Linked DNA regions of Astyanax mexicanus: region 1 is linked to region 2. A link is a contact called in public Hi-C data. All regions are on one chromosome and are shown on one strand. The core of a region is the stretch at or near the end of the contact, and the rest is flanking DNA. Distances in the headings are between cores, read along the strand shown. Region 1 holds the start of LOC103024042. Region 2 overlaps setd4 (SET domain containing 4).

Region 1 (4,957 bases), core at 2,162-4,661, 110 kb after region 2:
AGCCAATAGAAGCCAGTGGGCAAATGAAGTACTGAATGAAGCAATTGTATATTGGCTTCTCTTATAAATGTGGGTCTGTTTTACACTGACAGACCAAAAGTCATGGGATGGGAATGACTTGCCTGTTCACATGGACAATTTTAGCCAGAATAACATTTAATTCTAACATCTGTAACTATGTTTGTTATGATTATAATGCCAGATTTCAAGGGACAGGAACTGTTATCGTGTCCCATGACTTGCTCCATGTCATGCGCCTTGAAACATGGAAGCTAAAGTACTCTGCACTTGACCTGCAGGTTAAGCGTGTTGAGGTCTCTTCCTGTATTAAACGTGGATGTGGCACATTTAAAGAGATGCTTTTCTGATGGCATGAATAATTTTAGTCAGAAGTTGCCAGTCACACTTATTACGTCTGACTTTCACTGTGTTGACTGTGGGTGATGAATAATTTTTATGATTTTATGATGAATCCATTCCTAGGAGACATGTGACACTATGAATTGAAAAATACATTTTAAATATCCTCAAAATTTTAGAAATGGAAAGTCTACTACTACTTTCAAACTCGCTTAGTAGTTTTACACATTAGCGCCTTGCCATGAGCATGTTGGCCAGTGATAACACCTCACAATATAGTCTATTCCCAAGCCACCCTGACTTTTGGCATCTCCTGGGCAAGTTTGCTTGTGTTCAATAGGTTTTATGTTCTTTTCTACTGTAATTACAGAAAAACACGTTGCATTAAATCGAATGCATGCTACAAATGTGGCAGAATTAAACGAAGTAAATAAGTGAAAATGTGTGTGTGTATGTATGTGTGTATTGGAGGGAGTGTGTGTATGTATCCCTGTGTAGATGCAATACAGATGTTACTATTCCACTGCTGTGCTAGTGAGATGTCTGATTCATTGAGAAGAATTGCTTCTGCGGGGTGTGTAAGTTATTTCTGTGTGTGAGAAACGTGTGTGTGTGTGTGGCACTGTTTGAGTGCTGTAATTTTGTGCTGGATCACCTCTCGAGCATATTAGTGAAAAATATTTCCGTGCTTCAGAGGGCGTTCGAGAAAGAGGTCACGGTTACCTCTCTTTTCTTCTTTTCTCTCTGTCTTTTTCTCTTTCTCTCTCTCCTCTTCCCCCCTCCATCTGTCTAGCCCTACTCCACCTCCCTCTCTCTCTCTCTCTTTCACTGTACATTGCGATCCAGTAGGCTCTTCCCCCTTATTTTTTAATGAGCAATGAGTTCCAATGAGTCAGCGGTACAGTACGTGTCTGTGTTTAAATCTTTGAAAGGAGTATAATATATTACAACTTGAAGAGTAATTATGTTGATGACAGTGTATTGTTATCAATGTAGAAGCAGTGTATTGTCTTAAATGTTGCAATTAAAAGCTCAATTGGACCAAGAAATACTGTGTGTGAATTATTTTGTGATTTTTTGTTTGTGATTAACTTGAACAATGAAAAAATGCATTATGTTCGTCTTGCGAAGATTTACAGTCTACGGATTGTTCATGGAAGCTCTGGCATGGACAACAGTCATGATCATTAACTCCCATTCCCACTCCCACCTGTCTGAAAACCAAAGGAGACAAAAGAAGCCACTTAAAATCCTCCTGGAAGTATCCTACCCAGGAAATGTTTTAAAGATTTTGGAGTGACATCATTGTGACCACGCCCACAACGCACCTGAGCACACGTTTTTTTATTCAATTTATTATTTATATATTTTTTTATTTTGTGTAGAAATAGTACAACTTTATAAAAACACTTATGTGACTGTATAACTAACACATATCACTTATTATGAACAAATAAAAAAGTTTAATATCCACAACTAACACAGTGACAACAAGGATGACCATATATTTGCGGACTGTTTGCAGCAGCTGTGATTGGCTGGGCAGTGTTAGTGGAGCTGAAAGCAAGCGTTGTGATTGGCTCAGTTTATCAGTAGTTAACATCCTGTTAAAGGGGATCAGCTATCCCATTTCCACAAACACTGCTCCTTCTCTTCATTCCCCTTCTAGTATGAAAAGAGGATGAGGAGAGTAGAAGTAGAGGAGTGGGAAAGAGGACGAATAGAAGTAGGAAAGAATGAGTGGAAAAGAGGAGGAATAGGTGGAAAGGAGGAGAAGTAGGAGGAGGATAAGTAGGAAAAGAGGAGGAGGAGGAAAGAAAATGAATAGGAGCAGAGGAGGATGAGTAGGAAAGGAGTATGAGGAAAGGAAAAGGGGAGGAGGAACGGAAGAGGAGAAGTAGGAAATCAGTAAAATTAGGAAGGGAGGAGGAAAGGAAGAGGAGTGGAGTAGGAAATGAGGAAAGGAGTAGGAAGAGAGGAGTAGAAAAGGTGTAGGAGAAAAAGAAGAGGAGGACTAGGAAATGAGAAGGAGGAGTATGGAATGAGGAGGAGGAGGAAAGGAAGAGAAGTAGGAAATGAGTAGGAGGAGTAAGAAAGGAGGAGGAGTAGGAGAGGAGAAGTAGGAAATGAGGAGAGGAGAAGTAGGAAATGGAATGAAGGAAATAAGTAGGAGGAGGAAAGGAAGAGGTGAGAAGTAGGAGGAGAGGAGAAGTACCAAATGGAATGAAGAAAATAAGCAGGCGGAGGAAAGGAAGAGGTGAGAAGTAGGAAATGGAATGAAGGAAATGAGTAGGAGGAGAGGAGCAGTAGGAAATGAGTAGTAAAGGAGGAGGAAAGGAAGAAGAGAGGAGGAGTAGGTAAAGTTTCTGGAGGCAGTCTGGGTCACTAGTACTTTATACATGTCTGAGTGTTTATTAGTGTAGAGAGAGAGAGTGGCGGGAGCGCCCTCTGCAGGCCGCACGTGTTCATTAGATAAGCGTTTATAAGATTAGCTTAATTTCAGCGCTTCTGAGGAGGAGATAATGGCGGGCTGACACGGTGAAGTCTCTCTTATTTATGTGGAGTGTAAAAAAACACCCCGCTGCGTCTCAGTGTTTCAGTCAGAGCTCATGTTTTTAAGGGGGCGTGTTTGTCAGGTTACACAACCACTGCTGCACGTAGTTTCCCCTCAGCTCCTTACAGTCCTGCTGTGTGTCTGAGCTTCACTGCGTGTTTCTAAATCAGTGTCTGTCCTTCTTAATCCTTTAACTTCACCCCCAGTCCAGTCAGATGGACAAGAAGTGACCAAGACACAGTGTGGACGTGTGGCCACCTCCAGAGACACCAGACCACCACGAAGAGAGAGAGAGAGAGAGGGGTAAACATCTCCTGACTTACTGACCTACTATTCCTCCTCCATAACTGTGCTGTTGTTGTTCCACAGTAGCTTTCCCACTGATGTATATATGCTCAACACTGCAAACCAGACGTTTGTACTAGCCTCATAATGTTGGAGTAGTGTTGTAGTTATATTATGGTATTTTCTGTTCTCTCTTCATGTGTTCAGTCTGGTGGAACAGGAGGAGGAAACGTCCAGCAGTGGAAGCTGGTTTTCTGCACACTCCAGGAATGGCAGCACCTTTCCTCAGAGTGGGGCGCCTGAGTGAGCAGGTACTTCAAAAGGGCCACTAAACCCTAAACTAGGGGTGGGCGATATGGCTATAAAATAATATCACGATATTTCAGGGTATTTTTGCGATAACGATATACTTGGCGATATAGGAAAACAGAAAAAGAATTAATTCATTTCAGGAATATAGTATAAGAGTATAACAGCATAATCATAATGTGGCAAATTAAATAATATAGCATAAAATAATGCAGAATATTTAGTGCATGCATATGAACTGCAAACTAAAACAATTATACAATAAATACACTTAAAGCTTCACAGTAAATAATAGACTACTTTTAAGACCGAAAAGCCCTATTATCACGATATGGATTTTTAATATCACGATATTTCTGTGTCACAATATATTGTATACGATATAATATTGCCCACCCCTACCCTAAACCATACTGTTTATATTAATAGCTGAAATTAGTTCCTTTAAAGTAATAAAACATAGCAGTCCTGATTAAAAAATTAATAACCTTTACTAACCTTTAAAAACCTTTTAAAAACGCTTTTATTCTGGTCCACCTCTGCAGCGCCCTCTCAAGTTCAACTGTGTTATAGGCGTGGGTGATGTTTCCATGTACTTCGGTACACAGACACATCCCAGACAGCAAGTATACGTCGTCTCAATGTTGGCTTAATGTCATTGTTTGCGTTGGCAAATCACGTTGGTCTAACGTCATTTTTGCCAGTGATCCTAAGTTTGCCTGATGTTGGGTGTTAACCAATGTTTGACGGTGGGATAACATTGGCCTTATATTGAGTGTTAACCAATGTTTGATGTTGGGACTGCGTTGGCCTGATGTTGGGTGTCAACCAGTGTTTGACGTTGGGCCTTCGTTTGGCCTAATGTTGGGTGTCAACCAATCTTTACGTTGGCCGGACATTGGGTGTTAACCAATGTTTGACGTTGCGAATACGCTGGCTTGATGTTGGGTGCCAAGCAGTATTTGACGTTGGGACTATGTTGGCATGACATTGGGTGTTAACCAATCTTTGACGTTGGGATAGCATTAGCCTGATATTGAGTGTTAACCAAAGTTTGATGTTGGGACTATGTTGGCCTGATGTTGGGTGTCAACCAGTGACGTTGGGCCTTTGTTGGTCTATTGTTGGGTGTCAACCAATCTTTGACGTTGGGATAACATTGGCCTGATATTGAGTGTTAACCAATGTTTGATGTTGGGACTACGTTGGCCTGATGTTGGGTGTCAACCAGTGTTTGACGTTGGGATAACATTGGCCTGATATTGAGTGTTAACCAATATTTAACCTAGGAAATTTGGGTAAGAGACATCTGCTTTATGTAAGAATGTGTATAGTTTATTTCTGAGCACCCCTGTGAACATCAGAATGAGAAATGGGACATCCTGCAGGCACAAACAAATGACTGCACCTGCCCCGACTGGGAAAGGGCCTAGGAGAGGTACTCCCCCA
Region 2 (5,177 bases), core at 2,622-5,121:
TGTATAGTTGCGTGTTTACAGTATCAGAAAGCCACATATCACAATGTCAATATTAGCAAGTTACAAGATAAAATAAAAAATAAGAGACCACTTCAAAGTGATAAGTTTCTTTGATTTTACTAAATTGAAAACCTCTGGAATATAATCAAGAAGAAAATGGATGATCACAAGCCATCAAACCAAGCTTGAAACTGCTTGAATTTTTGCACCTGGAGAGGCATAAAGTTATCCAAAAGCAGTGTGTAAGACTGGTGGAGGAGAACATGCCAAGATTCATGAAAACTGTGATTAAAAACCAGGGTTTAAAACCAGGGTAATTGCTGAGAAAGGTAATATAGAGGAATAGGACTATTCCAAACAAAGTAAATATTTTTGATGTTGCCTGGTAACTGGTCTGAAAGATGTCTAGTATTTCTGTCTGTTCTCTTTAGGTACTCTAAAGTTGTGTCTGGATGAAGGAGACAAACAACTACCTCAGAAGCTCCTGTTTCTGAAGAAGAATGATTTTTTAAGGTAGTGTATTAATTTGAGTTTGCCATTTTAGCACACAGTTTAGGGAATGCCAACTGTTAAGACATGGAAGTGTCAATAAGAGGGACATTTTCAATTTTATTAAAATGAGTGGTGTCAATCGATTTAATCATTTAATCAGAATAATTACAACAATATTCTGTGATTAACTGTGATTAATCACACTTGTTTGTCTTAAGACTAAAGTGTTTATAGTGGATATTTAAATGTAAATAAAAGAATGAATGTAAGAAATGTAAACTGGAGTTATATTTATACTTTTTTTTACTTTATTGTAAGGAATTCTAAATTTAAAACTTAATTTTCTGAGTATAAAAGGGCATTTTCTTGCATGTGGTTGGTTTCTATGGTCCGGATCAGTTGATGAGTTAATTATTATTATTTTTTTTTATGTTTTCTCTCTCTGTTTGGTTTGGTTTTATACATGCATGAACCTAAACTCACCAAAATGCGCACCAATTTTGCTGTCTGGTGAGCAAGAAGTAAATATAGTGAGAAGATTCTGTGTTTCAGCGCATATATCTGTGCAGTGTGAAGCTGCTTTAACACAGATTGCTGAAATTTGCCTCTGTGCTTTTAAACACAGTGTTTTCTGTGGGACGTTCAGCGAAGAATGCTCCACCATTTCACAGTATAAAAAATGTTATGTGTGATTGGACAGAATCTTCAAGCTAGTAAAAGAGACCTAACATAAGTGTTGTGTTTGTTTCTCTCTCCCATGTAGAAATCTTACGTTTGGTGTAGATGGACCATCCTGGAGACTGATGACTGTGCTTAGATTACTGTCTCTAAAGCCACAGCAATAGTAAGATTTGTTTAACCCTATATTGACTATGCCTATATTTCTCATTACATCATTACAGTTTCTCTATTAGTGCTAAAAAATGATGGTTGTATCCAGAAACCTTAAAGTTTCAGTCGAAATTTTTGAAATATTGTGGTGCCATCTTATTGGCTGTGAAAATGGTAAACGAGAAGAGATATTCCCTGCATGTTCTCTTCGTTCCTCCTTCTTCTCTCCTCCTGTCTTCTCTGAGTAATTCTGGAATATAAAATGAATGGGAGGATAGGAATCTGATTACCCAATGGTGGAACAAACTACCTTCCACTACCAGATCAGGAGAATCTCTCGCTATCTTTAAGAAACTCCTGAAGACAGAGCTCTTCAAAGAGCACTTACTCTCCTAACACCTCTAACACACTAACTACTTCTAACCTCATTTCCTTCTTCCCCTCCTTCACTCCTCTATCCTATTATTCCCCTTTGACCTCCTTTTATCCCTATCCAAAGATGTTTTACCTTTAAACTTATTTTACATTGTACTTGACTATTGTAAGTCGCTTTGGACAAAAGCGTCTGCCAAATGTAATGTAATGTAATGTACTGGCAGAAGTTTCTGGATGCAGCCATTGATTCAAGCTTTATCTCTCATACACACTTACTCACCCTCGTGCTAATAATGTACAGTATATGAATCTGCTCTGCAGCTCCACCTGGAAGAATGTCCTGTTGGGGGCAGCAGTGAGCCAAGATAGAGAGGAGTGGCACATTCATACTGCTTTAACACTGTGCCAGCATCTCAGTGACGACAATGCCAGTGCAGTGGAGAGGGTGAGCCTGCTGCTTCTTCTATACTAAATGTGTCCAAATATGTGTGAACATCTCTTCTAATGAATGCATTCAGCTAATTTAAGTTACACCTATCGCTGACCAGATGTGCAAATGCACACCCACAGCTTGTCTAGTTACTCTAGAGAAGAAATACTGTATTATACATACTGTAATAATAGGAGCAAATAAGCATGAACCTATTAGCACCATAGCTGGTATTGGATAGAGGGGTATAAAGTCCTCCAGCATTCGACTCTAGAGCAGTGGAAGGACTGTGTTCTCTGGAATGATGGTGTTCCATCAAATACTTTGAGTAAATACTTATATGAGGTAAATAAGCAGGTGTCCAAATACTTTTATCCATATAGTTTAATTTTTGTTTATAGTTAGCAATGCTACATTTATTGTATTTTTAACTGTTCCAATAAAAATGTCTTATTAGAAAAAATGCAGATTTACAGGAACATTTGAAACTTTTTTTGTTTAAAGTCAAATGGCAGATTCACATTATGTCAAAAAGTAAAAATTTTCAAAAATATATATATATATATGAGCTACAAGAGGTTTGCACACAAAACACACAGTATACACTGACTTGTCAAAAGTCATGGGACAGGAACTATCATTGCGTTCCATGACTTTTGACAGAAATGAAATTTTCCATTCATATAAAATCGTATGCACTCTGATAAAACTCTGATAGTTCATGTTGCCTTGCCATGAGCATGCTGGCCAGTGTCCAGCCTCACAAGAAAAAAAACTCAAAAGGTAAATCAGTAGAGGTAACACTTTAAAAATTAGTTGACATTGCTATCCCATGACTTTTGGAATTTAAGTGTAATAGAGTGTAAGAGTGTTATTGGCCTCTTATGTACAGCTCTGGGGAAAAAAAAGAAGAGACCACTTTAGTTTCTGAATCAGCTTCTCTGATTTTGCTATTTATAGGTATATATTTGAGTAAAATGAACATTGTTGTTTTATTCTATAAACTATGAACAACATTTCTCCCAAATTCCAAATAAAAAAATTGTCATTTAGAGCATTTATTTGCAGAAAATGAGAAATGGCTGAAAGAATAAAAAAGATTCAGAGCTTTCAGAGCTCAAATAATGCAAAGAAAACAAGTTCATATTCATAAAGTTTTAATAGTTCAGAAATCAATATTTGGTAGAATAACTCTGGTTTTTAATCACAATTTTCGTGCATCTTATGTTCTCCTCCACCAGTCTTGCACACTGCTTTTGAAAAACTTTATGCCACTCCTGGTGCGAACATTCAAGCAGTTCAGCTTGGTTTGATGGCTTGTGATCATCCATCTTCCTCTTGATTATATTCTAGAGATTTGTAATTTGGTAAAATCAAAATCTCTTATGTTTTTCAGTGCTGTATGATGAATGAGCATTGTTCTGTTTTTTTTTCTAGTTAACTCTGCTAAAAGACGGATCAGACCAGGCTCGACTTGAACAGCTCGGCGTGGTCGAGGGCCTGAGACGAGAGGAACGGGTGATTCTGGAACACTCCAAAGACGTTCTCCGAAGCCTTCTGCCACAATCTTCGCCATGGCAACAGGACGGCATTCAGAACAAGGAACGCTGAAGGAGCCAGAGGGCATTGTCACTACTCGTGTTCCTGCCAAGACGTGGAGGATTTGGCCAAATCTGAGCAAAGGGAACTGGGATATTTCTTGGGCTGCACAATAATAGGCCTTGTACCCATTCACCAAGTGCTGGAACCCCAGCTAGCGAGTGTGTCCAAAATAGGCGAAGCGCTCGGCTGGATTTACAACCATCCCAGCATGAATGGGGAACAGGCAGCAGCATGCCAGCTTGGGGACTGGTGAAGAGTGCAGGCGGAGAGAATGAAAAGTAAAAATAGAATAGAATGATAAGAAAGGTTCCTGAAGCATTGGCTCTCTTTATATCTCTTAACTATACATCATGGAAGTGCTAGTTCTAAACACTGACATTCTGAAAGTCATAGGACAGCAGTATGTAAATAGTATGATCATGTTATCATGTGTTGCCTCAGGGCATTGCACAGGATTCCTCACACCTGTAAGTTACGAGGTAATATCTTGTTTGTGTGGTTTAACACTAGCACTTAAGCCTCAACACATCCTAATTATTTCAGTGGAGAGAGCTGCCACATGGTTTGGTGCATGCTGGGTCGCGTTGTGTTAAGTAGAACGCAGCTTTGCTGTCCGGCGAAAAACTTTATTCAAATGAATCTGGCGGCCCGAGCTGTATCCAGCCAATAAGGGAACAGTAGGCTGCTACATCACACACATATGAGCACACCACACACACTGAACAGGCGCCTTTTAACCACAGAAGAGAAGCTGAAAATGGCGGAATATGGATTTATAGAACCATAGATAACAGTGAGATTGATTAAAATTTTTTAATCACAGGCTGCATCTGTGAGCTGATGTATTGGAACCGAGTCATTGCACTTCCCTCCAAACGCGCTGTGATGCTACTCGGCAATGCTGCATCAGCAGCAGTTCAAAAAGAGGCGGTGGCTGACTTCACGTGTCGGAGGAGGCGTGTGCTAGTCTTCACACTTCAAGTGATAGAGGGAGTTCTAATAAGTGGGTTGGGTAATTGTCTGTGTAAATTGGCGAGAAAATGGGAAAAAACAAAAATTAAAATCTTAAACTTATAATTGCCGAATGTTTAAAATTGAATGTTCCAAGACCCACAGTGTCACTTGTGTACCAAGAGTACATCACAGAAAGTATTAACACCCACAGTGGACAGTCTGGCTAGAATTGTGAACAGAAGAGCAGCTCTGGATAGAATTATATCCATTTCTAATACAGGAGGCCCCACACACATATCTCACAGGTCAGTGCAGAGAACTCTTTCTTCTATGGGATGTGGCACACAATACTATTTCGTATAACAAGACTTCTGGCATGTTAGTTCTACTACCATGATGTCAGGACTGAGAATAACCTGAGTGCTTCCATTCCACGTGTCCTGAGAGATCCCAGCCACAAGAGTCAAGCTGTACTTGAAGCACAAAGAGCTCT

What was found. Hi-C and Micro-C count contacts between places; a contact is called where the count stands out from the background.
Region 1: a Hi-C map of muscle shows a contact between it and region 2, with 6 times the contacts expected there. The contact joins the promoter of LOC103024042 here to the enhancer-like site in region 2. A contact is called at or near these places in 2 of 3 Hi-C or Micro-C datasets (blood and muscle).

Annotation. Positions count from the first base shown.
Region 1 is chr21:25,853,882-25,858,838 of AstMex3_surface, forward strand. LOC103024042 reads left to right here and starts at 3,412. Exons shown (of 6, transcript XM_049470017.1): 1 at 3,412-3,510. The coding sequence starts at 3,469. It overlaps itsn1 (intersectin 1 (SH3 domain protein)), which reads left to right. Exons shown (of 40, transcript XM_049470016.1): 40 at 1-1,409.
Region 2 is chr21:25,742,305-25,747,481 of AstMex3_surface, forward strand. setd4 (SET domain containing 4) reads left to right here. Exons shown (of 10, transcript XM_007251346.4): 7 at 432-513; 8 at 1,256-1,336; 9 at 2,020-2,143; 10 at 3,566-5,177. The coding sequence ends at 3,739. Among protein-coding and RNA genes, the nearest start is that of cbr1, 10 kb to the left of the region's middle. Within about 2 kb of position 3,872, the one cell type or tissue checked has an H3K27ac peak away from gene starts, as active enhancers do.